Linked DNA regions of Pan troglodytes: region 2 is linked to region 1. A link is a contact called in public Hi-C data. All regions are on one chromosome and are shown on one strand. Each heading gives the region's core, a stretch centred on a gene start, on an enhancer-like site or on the middle of the called end of the contact. The rest is flanking DNA. Distances are from core to core; before and after follow the strand shown.

Region 1 (6,509 bases), core at 1,812-4,311:
GACAACCTGGTCCCCACTCCCCCTGTTGCTGACAGTGTGCAGGACATGTCACCCCAAGACATAGCACCTCGGAAATGGAGAAAACAGCAGAAGCAGGAAGGCCACTGTCTGCCTTTCCCAGGCCTTGCTGTATGACCACTGGCGTGAAAGGATTCTCTGACCCACTCCCCTGAAAGTAGAGACCCTCATGTGACAGGTGTCCTGACCTGTACCCAGAGGAAAGGAATGAAGACACAGAACTGCCAAGACGCATCTGAACAAACAGGGCCTTGCTGAGCACCTCCAGTTTAGGACCCTGAGATCACACCCCCTCTCTCCAATCACACAACCGTCCACTCTCCAGCAAACCTAGGCAGAAAAATGCATCGTTTTCCTGTGTCTTTGAGTCTTGATTTCTGAAGGTTCGCATGTCACATAAAACTTAGATGGAATCAATGCATCGCACTTTTCTCTTGTTAATATGTCTTTTCTTATAGGGGTGTCTGCTATGAAGCTTGCCATGGGGGAGGAAAGGGTATAGTTTTCTCCCCCTGCAATGCTCGGAGTGCACTTGGGAAACCATAAGCAGGTGATTATCATTGAGGCTTTAGGAGGTACGTTAGTTTCCTGTGGCTGCTGTACAAAGTGCCACAAACTGGGTGGCTTAAAACAACAGAAATGATTCCTCCCTAGTTCTGGAAGCTGGAAGTGAAATCCACATGTCCTGAGTCCATGTTCCCTCTGAAGCTCTTGGGGGTGGGGGATCCTTTCTCTCCTCTTCCAGCCTCCGTGATTGCTTGTAATCCTTGGCCTTCCTTGGCTTATGGCTGCCATCTCTGCCTCTTTCTTCACATGCCTCCTTCTTTGTCTGTTTCTGTGTCCAAATCTTCCTCTTCTTATCAGGACACCAGTCATGGGATTAGGACCCATCCTAATTGATGTGACCTCATTTTACCTTGATTGCATCTGCAAAGGGCCTATTTCCAAGTAAGGTGACATTCACAGGCACTACAGGCTAGGATTTGAACATATCTTTTGTGGAGACACAATTCAACCTGCAGTAAGATGCTAACCAAGCACACCCCTCTCCTCTGAATCTGCCTGAGCTCTAAATCCACTGAAGTCAGGTGGACAGCACCAAAGTATCCACTGTGCTCTGTCTAGAAGCTGGTGACTGTGTCGGATAAGTGCTGCACCAGTGCACCTCCTCTGGCCACCCCAGAATCAGGCAGGTTCACCCACGCAGTCCAAGCCACCCTGCAAGGCAGGAGGGATGAGAACGGCCATGAATGTCCCTTTCATGGAACCTGGATCATGCAGCCAGGACAGGAGGTTGCCCTATCCTGAAAATTCCAGATGATGAGCATGGGCTGTGCAGTGCGCAATGGGAACAGAGGACAGACACAGACATCCCCAGACATGGTGCTTGGGTCTGTAGAGGGGTCCACAAAAAGAGATGATTGTAAATGGGACAGATAGGAAGGAGTCAGAAAGAGTGGAAGGTTGCAGGAGTCTTGGCAGAAACCCTGCAGTGAGAACTCCACTGGATGGGGGAACAGCATTCCCCCTGCCCCCCACAACACATTCCCCTCACATCCTTGCTTCTGGGACATGTTCCTTTCAAATTGTCAAAATGTCAAAAGGAGGCAAGCATGCATGGTCGGTTACGCGTCCAGAATGAAATCGAACAACCCAAGGTCCTCCTGAGAACCAGCTAGGTCCCGACCACTTGCGCATTTGAATCATTTCTGATCTGGGTTTCTGGCCTGGGCTCTGCAGGCCCTAGCACCCAAGGAGGCCAACTCACTGAAGTAGCCTACGCTTCAATGTTTGGCAGTTTGCATTTCTTGACAAAGGAAATTTGTTGGGCTTAAGTTGCCAAGGGTTTGCATCTGGATCCTATGATGTTTGGCTTTGGGAGGGCTGTGCGCAGAACTGGCTCTGGGGCCTCCACCGGCCTCCATGTAATTAACTTAAGTGCTTCGAAGATGAAAGCTTATTTGCCTGATCCTGGATTATGGCATGTGCCGTGAAGGTAGGCAGAGCAGACCTCGCCAGTTATCTCTCGCTATTGAAGTTTCCAAAGAAACCAGTGGTGGACAGTGGAAGTCAGGAAGTTTGGGCATGTTGGAATTTATTAAATTTGCAGTTAAAAAAAAAAAAAAGTTCTGGTTGCCAGCACAAAGAGGTTAAGTGGAAACAACTTTACATAATGAAGTGGTTAATCATATTTTGCTTTAGAAACACTAATATCATAAATTGGCCTCATACTTTTGTGCTTCCAGTTTCAACAATAGAGCAAAGACATTAATTTCCTGGTTTGGTATAACTTCTGGGATTTTCCTTCTGGGCCTCCTCCTCCTTCTCCTCCCTTCTCTCCCCCCTCAGCTGGAGTGAGGAAGATAGCTTTGATCCTAGATGCTCTGGAGGCCTGGGGGAGGTGAAAGGGGGGATGGTGAGGATTCCTACAGGTGATTTTTAGGCCTGAATTCCATTGTGACAGCAATGATTTATTTTAACTACTAACCCAGGAAAGCAGGCGCCACCAGGATGAATACCTCCATCAGCTTCTAGCAGACTAATTTTACTGTTTATGAATCACTAATATGTTTAAGAAAAAAAAAGGGAGTACTATTTTAGATAACTAAAAGTAAGACTTCGAGAAAAGACCTCATGGTGCTCAAACAGTTCCACATGGGAAAGATGACTTTGGATTACAAGATAGAGAACACATGGGGTCCAGAGAGCTGCCCCCAACCTCCGCAGCGGGCAGAGGCTACTGGCAGATGAAACACTTTCATCTCTCCTAGGGAGATAAACAGGCCGGTCTGGATGGGCCTCTTTATTTACAAAAGAAAATTAAATCCGTTTTAACACTTGCACCATTCATAGGAAACACATGTTGGCTGGTAATTGTTTTGAACTCATTTTGAGCTGGGCTGCACCACGTTGGGCTGCCCTTGCGTTTTCGCACTGGTTTGAGATGGCCGTGGAATTTGCAAGGAATTTTCTTCCCAATTCCAGAGGCTCCACGAGGGGGCCGTTCCTTGGCCAAGCTGGCAGAAGAGCACTGTTTGGCTTCCTGCCTCCTGGAGGGAAGCACTTTCCCCTTATTGGGAGAGGGCTGCCCCCAGCGCCCCTTGGCCCCGCATTCTTATCGGGAGATTGGAAAGAATCAAAGGGTCTCACGGCCCTAATTGAGCCTGAAGGGCTTTCTTCCCTCCCACCTGGGAGTTTTCTCAGAAGAAGAAATAAAAGGTTGGGTGATTTTCCCAAGAGTTTCTGTTGGAGTTTTACAGCTGCAAGGAGGCGTCATTCCGAATTTGGGTGTCACCCAGCTTTTCGAATGCTAATATGCATACGATTTCCTGGGGATCTCGTGAAATGCAGATTCTGATTCAGTGGGTCGGGGGTGGGGCCTGAGATTCTAACATTCTCGCTGATTGGGCTGATCAGAGTCCCATACATGACGTTCTCAGACCTTCCCTTCCAGCGCATCAGAATCAGGGCTCGTTAAAATGCAGATCGCGGGGCCCCTCCTGCAGAGGCTCTCATTCCACAAGTCTCGGGTGGAACCTGAGGATTTGTGTCTCTAGTAAGCTCCCAGGTCATGCTGATGTTGCTGTTTGGGGAGAACACTTTCAAACCACTGTCCAAAACCAATGCCCTGAGAAGAAGCGAGAGCGTTTTTCCATGGGGTTCCCTACTGTCCAGGCACCAGGAATGGCTCTGCTTGAGGGCAGAAGATGGGGTTTGACTGAGAAGGTCTAGGCTGCCGTTCTCCATTGGACGTATTTTCTGGAGCTGTTCGCTTACCCTGGAAGGCCCCTTTTCTTCCTCTGTCTCCAAATTGCCTCCCACTCATTTCCAAAGCTCAGCGCTGGCGTCACCTCCTCCAGGGAGCCTTCTTTTCCTCCAGGCCTGAGTTTGTTTCTGCAGTACATTTTGCATGTCTGTATCATCACTTCATTTCACCACAGTGACCTATTTGCAGGTAATAGATAGTGCGGGAGGTCCTCTCTGAAACCTCAGAGAACAGGACAGAGAAAGTAGCAAGCAGATATTTCTTAAATGAATGAACAAATATCTTCCCAGTGGCATCTTTGCCTGCTGTGTGTCCTTGGACAGGTTATTTAACCTCTCTGATGCTTGGGTTTCCCATCTATAAAGTGAAAATGGTAATGTCTACCCCACAGAGTTGCTGTGACTAGTTCTAATGTATGTAAATGGGCCAGTCACAGACAAGTCATAGATGAAGCTTTTGTTGTTTTTGATATTTTTAGTGTGAATTTTTATTATTGTCCTCAAGGTCAATATTTTTATCCTTAAAGTCACTAATTTGACTGAGGTTTTGCCCTAGTTGACATAAAACATATTGTGAGGATGTTAAGCCATTGGGGGGAGATACGAATATGACTCATATGTCTTCAGCACTTTACAGTTTGCCTGACAATTTTGCCACAAGTTAAGTCATTTAATCCTCACAAAAGTCCAGCCTAGGAAGTACTATCAAGTTGAGGCTCAGAGAGGGGCCGGCGCTAACCCACGTTCACACGCGGCCCTTTTTCAACCTCGTTGCCTCAAAGGCGGGGAGCTGTGCTCATTGAGGGCTTGGTCTGCTTCCCCAGGCCCACAGCTCGAGGACGTGAGACCTCACTGTCTTTTCTAGCTTAGAAAACAGCTCCTGCCGAAAATCGCAGAAAACCCTCCTTTCTGAGGTTCCAATGTGTTTTCTGAGGATTGTTTATCCTGGATATGTGTTCCCTCTCCCAGAATTCTGGGGTCGGCTAGGCTTAGGAGCTTGGTATCCTCCGCCTCGTTCCCGAGGCCCTAGACACCCCTCAGTGAGGAAGCCGGCCTTCATTTCGGGAGGGCTCAGCGTTTTCTGGACTTCACAGCTGTGGCATTCCCGTTCCTCGACGCCAGTGGGCGCTCTGCTCGTCCTTCGCCCTTCCTCCCAAGCAGCCTTGGCTCCGTTTTCAGTACGTTCTTCCCACCGCCTTTGGGATTTTGGAAGGCCGTTCTCCCTTCCCCACTATTTCTAGCTTCCTCTAAGTCTCTGAGCAGAAAGGCCTTTCCTGACCAGCTTATGGGCAACGGTGACCCCGCCCCTTACCTGTCACCCTCCCCCATTTTACTTTCCTTCATAGAACTCATGACCAGCCAGCTGACATGGTTCCTGTTGTATTTTTGTGGTCTGGCTCTGCCCAGTAGGATACAAGCTTCATGAGGGCTGCGACAATTGTACTTTTTCTCCACTGTTTTCCCGGTGCCTACAACAGCACCTGGCTCATTGCAGGCACTCAATGAACATTTGTTGATGAATGAATGAATGAGGCTGGATTTGGTCAGAGGTGTTGGAACCAGAGCAACTCCATCTTGAATAGGGGCTGGGTAAAATAAGGCTGAGACCTGCTGGGCCGCATTCCCAGGAGGTTAGGCATTTTTTTTTTTTTTTTTTGAGACAGAGTCTCGCTGGGTCACCCAGGCTGGAGTGCAGTGGCGCAATCTCGGCTCACTGCAAGCTCCGCCTCCCAGGTTCACACCATTCTTCTGCCTCAGCCTCCCGAGTAGCTGGGATTACAGGCATGTGCCACCACGCCTGGCTAATTTTTTGTATTTTTAGTAGAGACGGGGTTTCACCATGTTAGGCAGGATGGTCTCGATCTCCTGACCTTGTGATCCGCCCGCCTCGGCCTCCCAAAGTGCTGGGATTACAGGCGTGAGCCACCACACCCGGGTGACGAGGTTAGGCATTCTAAGTCACGGGATGAGACAGGAAGTCAACACAACAAACCGATCATAAAGACCTTGCTGATAAAACAGGTGGCAGTAAAGAAGCCAGCCAAATCCCTCCAAAACCAAGATGGTGATGAAAGTGACCTTTGGTCATCCTTATGGCTCATTATATGCTAGTTATAATGCATTAGCATGCTAAAAGACACTCCCCCCCAGCACCAGGACAGTTTACAAATGCCTTGGCAACGTCAGGAAGTTACCCTATATGGTCTAAAAAGGGAAGGAATCCTCAGCTCTGGGAACTGCCCACCCCCTGGAAAACTCATGAATAATCCACCCCTTGTTTAGCATATAATCAGGAAATGACCATAAAAGTGGACAGCCAGCAGCCCTCAGGGCTGCTGTGCCTATGGAGTACCCATTCTTTATTCCTTTGCTTTCCTAATAAACTTGCTTTCACTTTATGGATTCAACTAAAATTCTTCTCGAGCAAGACCAAGAACCCTCTCTTGGCTTCTGGATCAGGACCTGTTTCCAGTAACAGACTGGCTGCATGAGTGTCACTCAGCATCTTCCCAGTTGGCTCTGGCCATGGGCATCTGGCACCCAGATCCTAGTGCTGGCTCCTTCCAGGCCCAGGCCTGAGCCCTGCCACAGAGGCAGCCCTGGAGAGGCAGAATTGCACCTCAATGTGATCGGTTGTGTTCAAGAGGCAGGCGGCATAGAACAATGAAAAACCAAGAGCGTAACAGTCAGGCAGATCTGAGTTCAAATCCTGGTTCTTCCTCTGC
Region 2 (6,509 bases), core at 2,263-4,762, 190 kb after region 1:
CATCTTCAGGATCCGAAATGCAGAGGCTCTCTACTTGGGGGCGGGGAGTGCTTTAGGATGCCTGAAAACGAGGGGAGATGGAGCGAGAGGGGAGGGGAGAGAAGTCTAGAGGATGGAAGCGGAGCGCCAGTCCCCGAGCTTTATCTGCTGCGGGCCAGCCCTGCCCTTGCCAGGCATGAATTACTGCCCGGCTTTCTCGGCTGCAGCGGCAGCGCAGAGAAATGCCGGGGGTACAAACGCCTCGAGGTTAGAGCTGGCGGCGAGATAACAGGCTCAGCCCCCGGGCCTGCCTGCTCGCTGAACCCCTGGGCCGGGAAATCGGTAAAGGCCTAGACAAAAAATAACTCAGAGAAGGCTCCCTCTCACTGTCCCTGTAACTCGTGGCTTTCCTCCCGCGGGAACAAACAACGCCCTGGGAAACAGGCAGACATTTTATTTCTTTTATCTGACTCCTTTCTCTTGAGACTGCCGGCACCTTTCTCTCGCAATCCAGGGGCAGAGCAATGGGAGAGCCCCGCGCTTTTCTGACACGGAATCCAGTCTGAACCCCCTTCTCTGCCGATGCACTCTTCTCGCCTAGCAACGTTTACACGCGGTTAACCTGCCGCGCGGGGCGACAGCAGACACGAACCCAGGCCGAACCTATAAAGAAGACACCGTGGCGTTCGGACCCGGCTCGGGAAGCCGAGGGGCTGGCTGCGGGGCCGGTGCTGCGGGGCCAGGCGATTTGCTCCCTGGAGGCAGGGGCGCGACTTCAAGGGCCCGTGCGCCGGGTGCAGCCTTTGATCCGGCCGCCGCTGGCGCCTTAAAACAACATCCTAGTCTGCCTATTAGGCGCGCTGAGGAATCGTGACACATTGTTTATCCCCGCAATTAGCGATGCGGCCCTTTTCAGGCCGCCCGCCCCCCGGCCACCCCCCACCCCCCCGCGCAGCGGAGTCCAGGCCTTGCTGCGCTCCTCAACTGCGACCGCCGCAAGTTCCACACTAGCCCCCGCTGCACCCTGCGGCTTCACTCTCTGAGTTCAAGCCCCCGCTCAGCCCTAAAGCAGGGGTTCTTAACTGGAGGACTCCACTTGGGTCCAGAGCCCCCGAAGTTGTCTGCCCCGTTGCTTGTAATGTGTTTTTGTAGATGTGCATTTTTCTAGGGAAGAAGTTCTTGGCTGTATCAGATTCTTAAAGAGACCTGGGAGCAAAACATTTGCAGAAGGAGGGCGAGGGCGGAACTAAGCAAAGACTCGAAAAGGCACACTGCTCGCTTTTTATATGGCCCCAAAAGCAGATAGGCCTCTGTTTCCTCTCCCCCTTTAACCTGGCCACAAAGGGAGATTCTGGCTGGGTGCGGAGGGGGTTGTTCTGACGAGAGTTTGATTAGAAAGGGAGCAATAGAAGTTCGCCGTCCTGGAATCGCTTGAACCTGGGAGGCGGAGGTTGGAGTGAACTGAGATCGCGCCATTGCACTCCAGCCTGGGTGACAAGAGCAAAACTCCGTCTCAAAGAAGAGGAAGAGGAAGAAGAAGAAGAAGGAGGAGGAGGAGGAGGAGATGAGGAGGAGGAGGAGGAGAGGAGGAAGAGGAGGAGGAGGAGGAGGAGGAGAAAAAGAGGAAGAAAAAGAGGAAGAGGAAGAAGAAGAAGAGGAAGATGTTGTTGTTCGCTGTCCTGGCTGGGCTACCAGGAAGGTGTTTGCCCTACAGCCTTGCTCAGCCTCAGCGAGCTGAGCTTCAAAATTGGGTCTTAAGGTCTTCTATCCTTGTACCCTCTCGGGCAAACCTCCGGAGGCCCCGGTGCCACCGCGCGTCCAGCCGGCCCAACTCGAGCTAGAAGCTCCAACCACTGCCCAGTGCCTGAGTTGCAGTCTTGGGTCCTTTAGAAACCTGGAGATGCGCGTAAAATTCAGATGCAGGTATTCCCGAACTTCCCCAGGCCTCAGCATATCTCGACGGCCTGTGGACAGATGGGAGGCTACCAATCGCTCCGGCGTCCGCAGCCCGACCCCTGCCGCCAGACCCCGGACGTCTTCCGGATAATAAAGTTCCCGCTCTAATTCATTTTCCCTAATCTGGACGCCCCTAATCTACAGCTTTTATTGCGCCCAGTTAAAAGTCGAGGGAATTCGCTGTCCCTCCGCGCTCGGATAATTACCCCTAAATGGCCACGGCAGCCCCTTGTGTTTCCTGGAGATTAGAACCCCGCAGTCATCAATGGCAGGGCCGAGTGAGCCGCCAATCACCTCCGCTCACTCCCTGAGAGCCGCTGGCCTGGGCCGCGGGAGGAGAGGCCATAAAGCGACAGGCGCAGAAAATGGCCAAGCCCCGACCCCGCTTCAAGCAGATCTTGCATCTCCCCTGACCCCAACTCATTTTTTCTGTCTTTATTATTATTATTAACAGCAAACATTAAATCACGTTTTCTCCGAAACTGGCAAAAGAAGAGTTCTCAAGTCCCACACTAGAGTCCACCTCCAGGAACTTTCCTCTTTTCCCAGCCCCCTCCCCCAAATGTGCCTCTCCCCTCCAGGATCAGCGACCCAGAGATAGGGACATGTCATTGTTTCCAAGGACGCGTTGTTTGAGGTCACCTTAAGGCCAGATCGGTGTTTCATTGACGATTCTGTTGGTTTTATTTCAGTAAGTTCTATATCAAAAGGATCTGGCAGCTCCTTTCCCCGCCCGGGCGCTATAGGTGTTGTGACCCTTGGGACAGAAGTTCAGAGCGAGGGTGGGGGGGGGGGGGAATACACATCGTGTATGAAAACCGACTGCAGATTCTAGATAATCTTACGTATTCTCACATCCTTGGCACTACAGGAAGCTAGCTTCTTCCCGCAAGGTTTACTCCAGCTCTAAGTTAGAGACAAAGGCCCACTTTTACCTCGAGGTAAAGTTTAGAAGATTTCAGAACAGGAAGAAAATGAAGGTTTGGTTTTGTTTCGTTTCTTGAAAAGAAGTTAATAGTATGTCTTTCTCCTAGGATAAATAGCCATGCGTATTTTAAAATATATATATAAAAGGAATGTGTAAGAAATAACCTCAACTCAAATTATTGTGGTAGAAGAAGAGGGGGGGTCAGACAGTGGAGAGGGGCACAGGGAAACCCAGCCACAGACTAAAGAGAAAGGTAAAAGAAGCAGTAGAGGAGAGAAACAAGGACGGGGGAAAAAAAGAGGAGCGGAAAAGAGGGCTGAGGAGGGGAGGGGAGGAGAGGAGGGCAAAAGAGAAGGAACGAGAACAAGGGAAAATTCCCCGGGAACACAGAAAGATAGAGACCCAGGGGACTCCCGCAGAGAGGGCCTCTTGGGCTTCAGCGCAGAGGAAAGTTTCCCGGGCACCCCCTCTCCTCCCCTGCCCTCTGCCGCCTGGGCCCTGCCCTGCGTGCCCCCAGGCCCAGCGCGCCTCCGGGCGAGTCCCCAGGAGCGCGGCCCAATGGATCGCTCCGGGCCCGCCCCCTCGCGCGCTGATTGGCCGCCGCCCCGCTGGCCTCGCCTTATTAGCAAGTTCTCTGGGGAGCCGCGGTAGGGCCCGGAGCCGGCGAGTGCTCCCGGGAACTCTGCCTGCGCGGCGGCAGCGACCGGGGGCCAGGCCCAGCACGCCGGAGCTGGCCTGCTGGGGAGGGGCGGGAGGCGCGCGCGGGAGGGTCCGCCCGGCCAGGGCCCCGGGCGCTCGCAGAGGCCGGCCGCGCTCCCAGCCCGCCCGGAGCCCATGCCCGGCGGCTGGCCAGTGCTGCGGCAGAAGGGGGGGCCCGGCTCTGCATGGCCCCGGCTGCTGACATGACTTCTTTGCCACTCGGTGTCAAAGTGGAGGACTCCGCCTTCGGCAAGCCGGCGGGGGGAGGCGCGGGCCAGGCCCCCAGCGCCGCCGCGGCCACGGCAGCCGCCATGGGCGCGGACGAGGAGGGGGCCAAGCCCAAAGTGTCCCCTTCGCTCCTGCCCTTCAGCGTGGAGGCGCTCATGGCCGACCACAGGAAGCCGGGGGCCAAGGAGAGCGCCCTGGCGCCCTCCGAGGGCGTGCAGGCGGCGGGTGGCTCGGCGCAGCCACTGGGCGTCCCGCCGGGGTCGCTGGGAGCCCCGGACGCGCCCTCTTCGCCGCGGCCGCTCGGCCATTTCTCGGTGGGGGGACTCCTCAAGCTGCCAGAAGATGCGCTCGTCAAAGCCGAGAGCCCCGAGAAGCCCGAGAGGACCCCGTGGATGCAGAGCCCCCGCTTCTCCCCGCCGCCGGCCAGTGAGTAGCCAGAACCCAGGCGCAGAGGGAGGGGGCCGGGCGGGGTGTGGGACCCGAGGGCTCCTGGTGGCCTCCGGCGCCTGCGTACCTGCAGCCGGTGCTAGGGAACCGTGGGCTGCAAGGCCGGGTCTTGCGCCTCCCTCCACTCCCACCCAGGAAGAAGGTTCCAGACCTCCTCGCCTTGGCCCAGAGACGCTGCGGGTGGGAGTTAACGGATAGGACACCGATGTCTGGGCACCCTGTCCTCCTGCCCCCACCAAACGACCTCGGGGGTCCATGATCCCTCATCTGATCCCAAACTCTGTTTCATCGGCTTCACCCCAGCGGATGAATGTGTGTGGTGCGGTATCTTCCCTGCACCCGGAGTTTCACTTTCTCGCAGTAGGAGCTGGTGTCCCCCAGCCCCTCTTCCCTTTCAAGTACCTCTTTGCCTAGAGGTTCCGAAGCTCCTACAGAATTCTACCTCCCCATGCCCTTTGAGTTTGAGGCAGATAGTTGATGCTTTGGGCGGATGGATGATTCAGGGGTGGGGACATTCAGGTTCCAGTGAAGGGGGCGGGGCACCAAGTCAATTAGGGGAAGGCGCCCCCGCTAATCCTATGGGAAGCTCCCAAACGTCTAGGACTGAGCCATTAAAGTGGACTCCAGGTGCCCAAGGCGGTTCGCTTCAAGGCCTCACGGCCCCCTGGCTGCTCTACTCAGAGAACACGCTCGGAGATATTTCAGGAGCACGGGAAATTCCCAAGTTTTCCTCGTTTCCTCCGATTATTTTGCTCGGCATAATAGCAGCCAGATTTCAATGGCGTGATGCTGAGGAATGATTTTTATCTGGGGATTAAACGTCTTTGAAAGGCCAGTCCCTCCCTAAGCCTAATGGCCGGAGAAGGTGGCCCCGCTCTGGGTTGTCGCCGCTGAAGGGAGTGACGTTTCTCTCGGCGCCCGCCCCTCGGGCGGCCCGGCGGAAAGCTAGTTGGGGGCCAAGCGCTTCCCGGACTCCCGGTGGCCTCCAGCGGGGAAGAAGCGGGGTGTTAACACGAGATTTCGTTTGACTCACATCCTGGTGGTCTGAAAGTCCAAAGGATCGTTGTGTTTTCTTTGTGTTTTTTTTTGTTTGTTTGTTTTTTCTGTTTGTGGTTGTTTTTTAGAGAGGTGTGAAAAAATGCATACTTAGGCAAAACCCGCGTGGTGAAACATCTTCGATTTGAATTCACTTTCTGCCGGGAAAGCTGCTGCATAGGCAAAGTGTCCTTTCCAATGCTTAGGGCCTTGGGCCCCAAGACCCCGAAGTCAAAGCGATCCCGGCTGTGTTGGGATAATTTGTTCCACATTTTATCCAGGGGCAGTCCCCAGCAGACCCCATCCCCGACCTGCACTAGTCCTGCGCTCTGATGCTTCTTCACTGTCCACCCTTGAGGTTTATTTTGAAGCCAAAAGAAAAAGACAGCTGGGCATGTTGGTGTCTGCTGACTATGCCACAGGGTGAGGGGAGAGGCGATCTCAACACTCCCCCCGCAACAACATCAACACACACACACACACAAACGTTTGAGTGGGGCCAGAGGGCCCTGGCGCCAGGGGTGAACGCGATCCAACAGAGGACTGAGACAATCTAAAGAAAAAGCCCATTAGAATAAAGCAGCCCCTCGTTCTCCGCTCCAGATGACACTTTCTATTTCTAAGAGAGCTGGCCACAGTGCACCCTCCATGATGGTCTGCCCTGCTCCATCTCTGGTCTGCGGGAACTACTCCTAGAATCCCGTAGGAGCGAAGTGTTCCGGGGAAAGTATAGAATTTGATTTGGATTCTATGCCACAAAACTGCCTAGCCCCACACTGAAGCATTCCGTGGGCACTGATAAATGTTTGGCCAACGCGTAAAACTAAATGTGCCCTTGGGCTGGGCGCAGGGCCTCTTTCTGCATGTTTCGTCAACTGTATTAACATCCACCTTTCCTCTGGATGGCCCTGGGAGGAGGCCCGCCATGAAGGCCTTCCTAAGCCGCCGGGCAGCACAAAGGTGATTCCACATCTTCCCAGCTGTTTAGGCCTAAGATGTGGACATCGAGCCTTCAACATGGGTATTTTTCTCCTGGAATCTTAGCTTCTTCATTTGCAAAAAGTAGACAGGAACTTCTCCCCTGCGGGGTTGCAATGGGAATTGGAGAAAATATATTTCAAGTGCCTTGCGCGATGCCCGGCACCGAGGCACTTGGCGGCACTCAATATCTGGTATTGTTTGGCTATTATTACTACTTCTTGGGCTGATCATGCTCCAATGCTTCTCTCTTAACCCC

The links. A called contact is a pair of places that touch in the nucleus more often than the background predicts.
Region 2: a Hi-C map of induced pluripotent stem cells shows a contact between it and region 1, with 1.9 times the contacts expected there. The contact joins the promoter of MSX1 here to the enhancer-like site in region 1. A contact is called at or near these places in 4 of 7 Hi-C or Micro-C datasets (blood, induced pluripotent stem cells and stem cell-derived neural progenitor cells) and 1 of 1 other capture datasets (stem cell-derived neural stem cells).

What each region holds. Positions count from the first base shown.
Region 1 is chr3:4,988,375-4,994,883 of NHGRI_mPanTro3-v2.0_pri, forward strand. All of the region lies in intron 5 of LOC100613777 (a long non-coding RNA gene), which reads left to right. Among named protein-coding and RNA genes, the nearest start is that of STX18, 120 kb to the left of the region's middle. Within about 2 kb of position 3,062, at least 3 of the 24 cell types and tissues checked have an H3K27ac peak or open chromatin away from gene starts, as enhancers often do. A contact at or near this core is called in induced pluripotent stem cells and stem cell-derived neural stem cells, where this site is marked.
Region 2 is chr3:5,179,975-5,186,483 of NHGRI_mPanTro3-v2.0_pri, forward strand. It overlaps MSX1 (msh homeobox 1), which reads left to right and starts at 3,513. Exons shown (of 2, transcript NM_001195262.3): 1 at 3,513-4,216. The coding sequence starts at 3,748.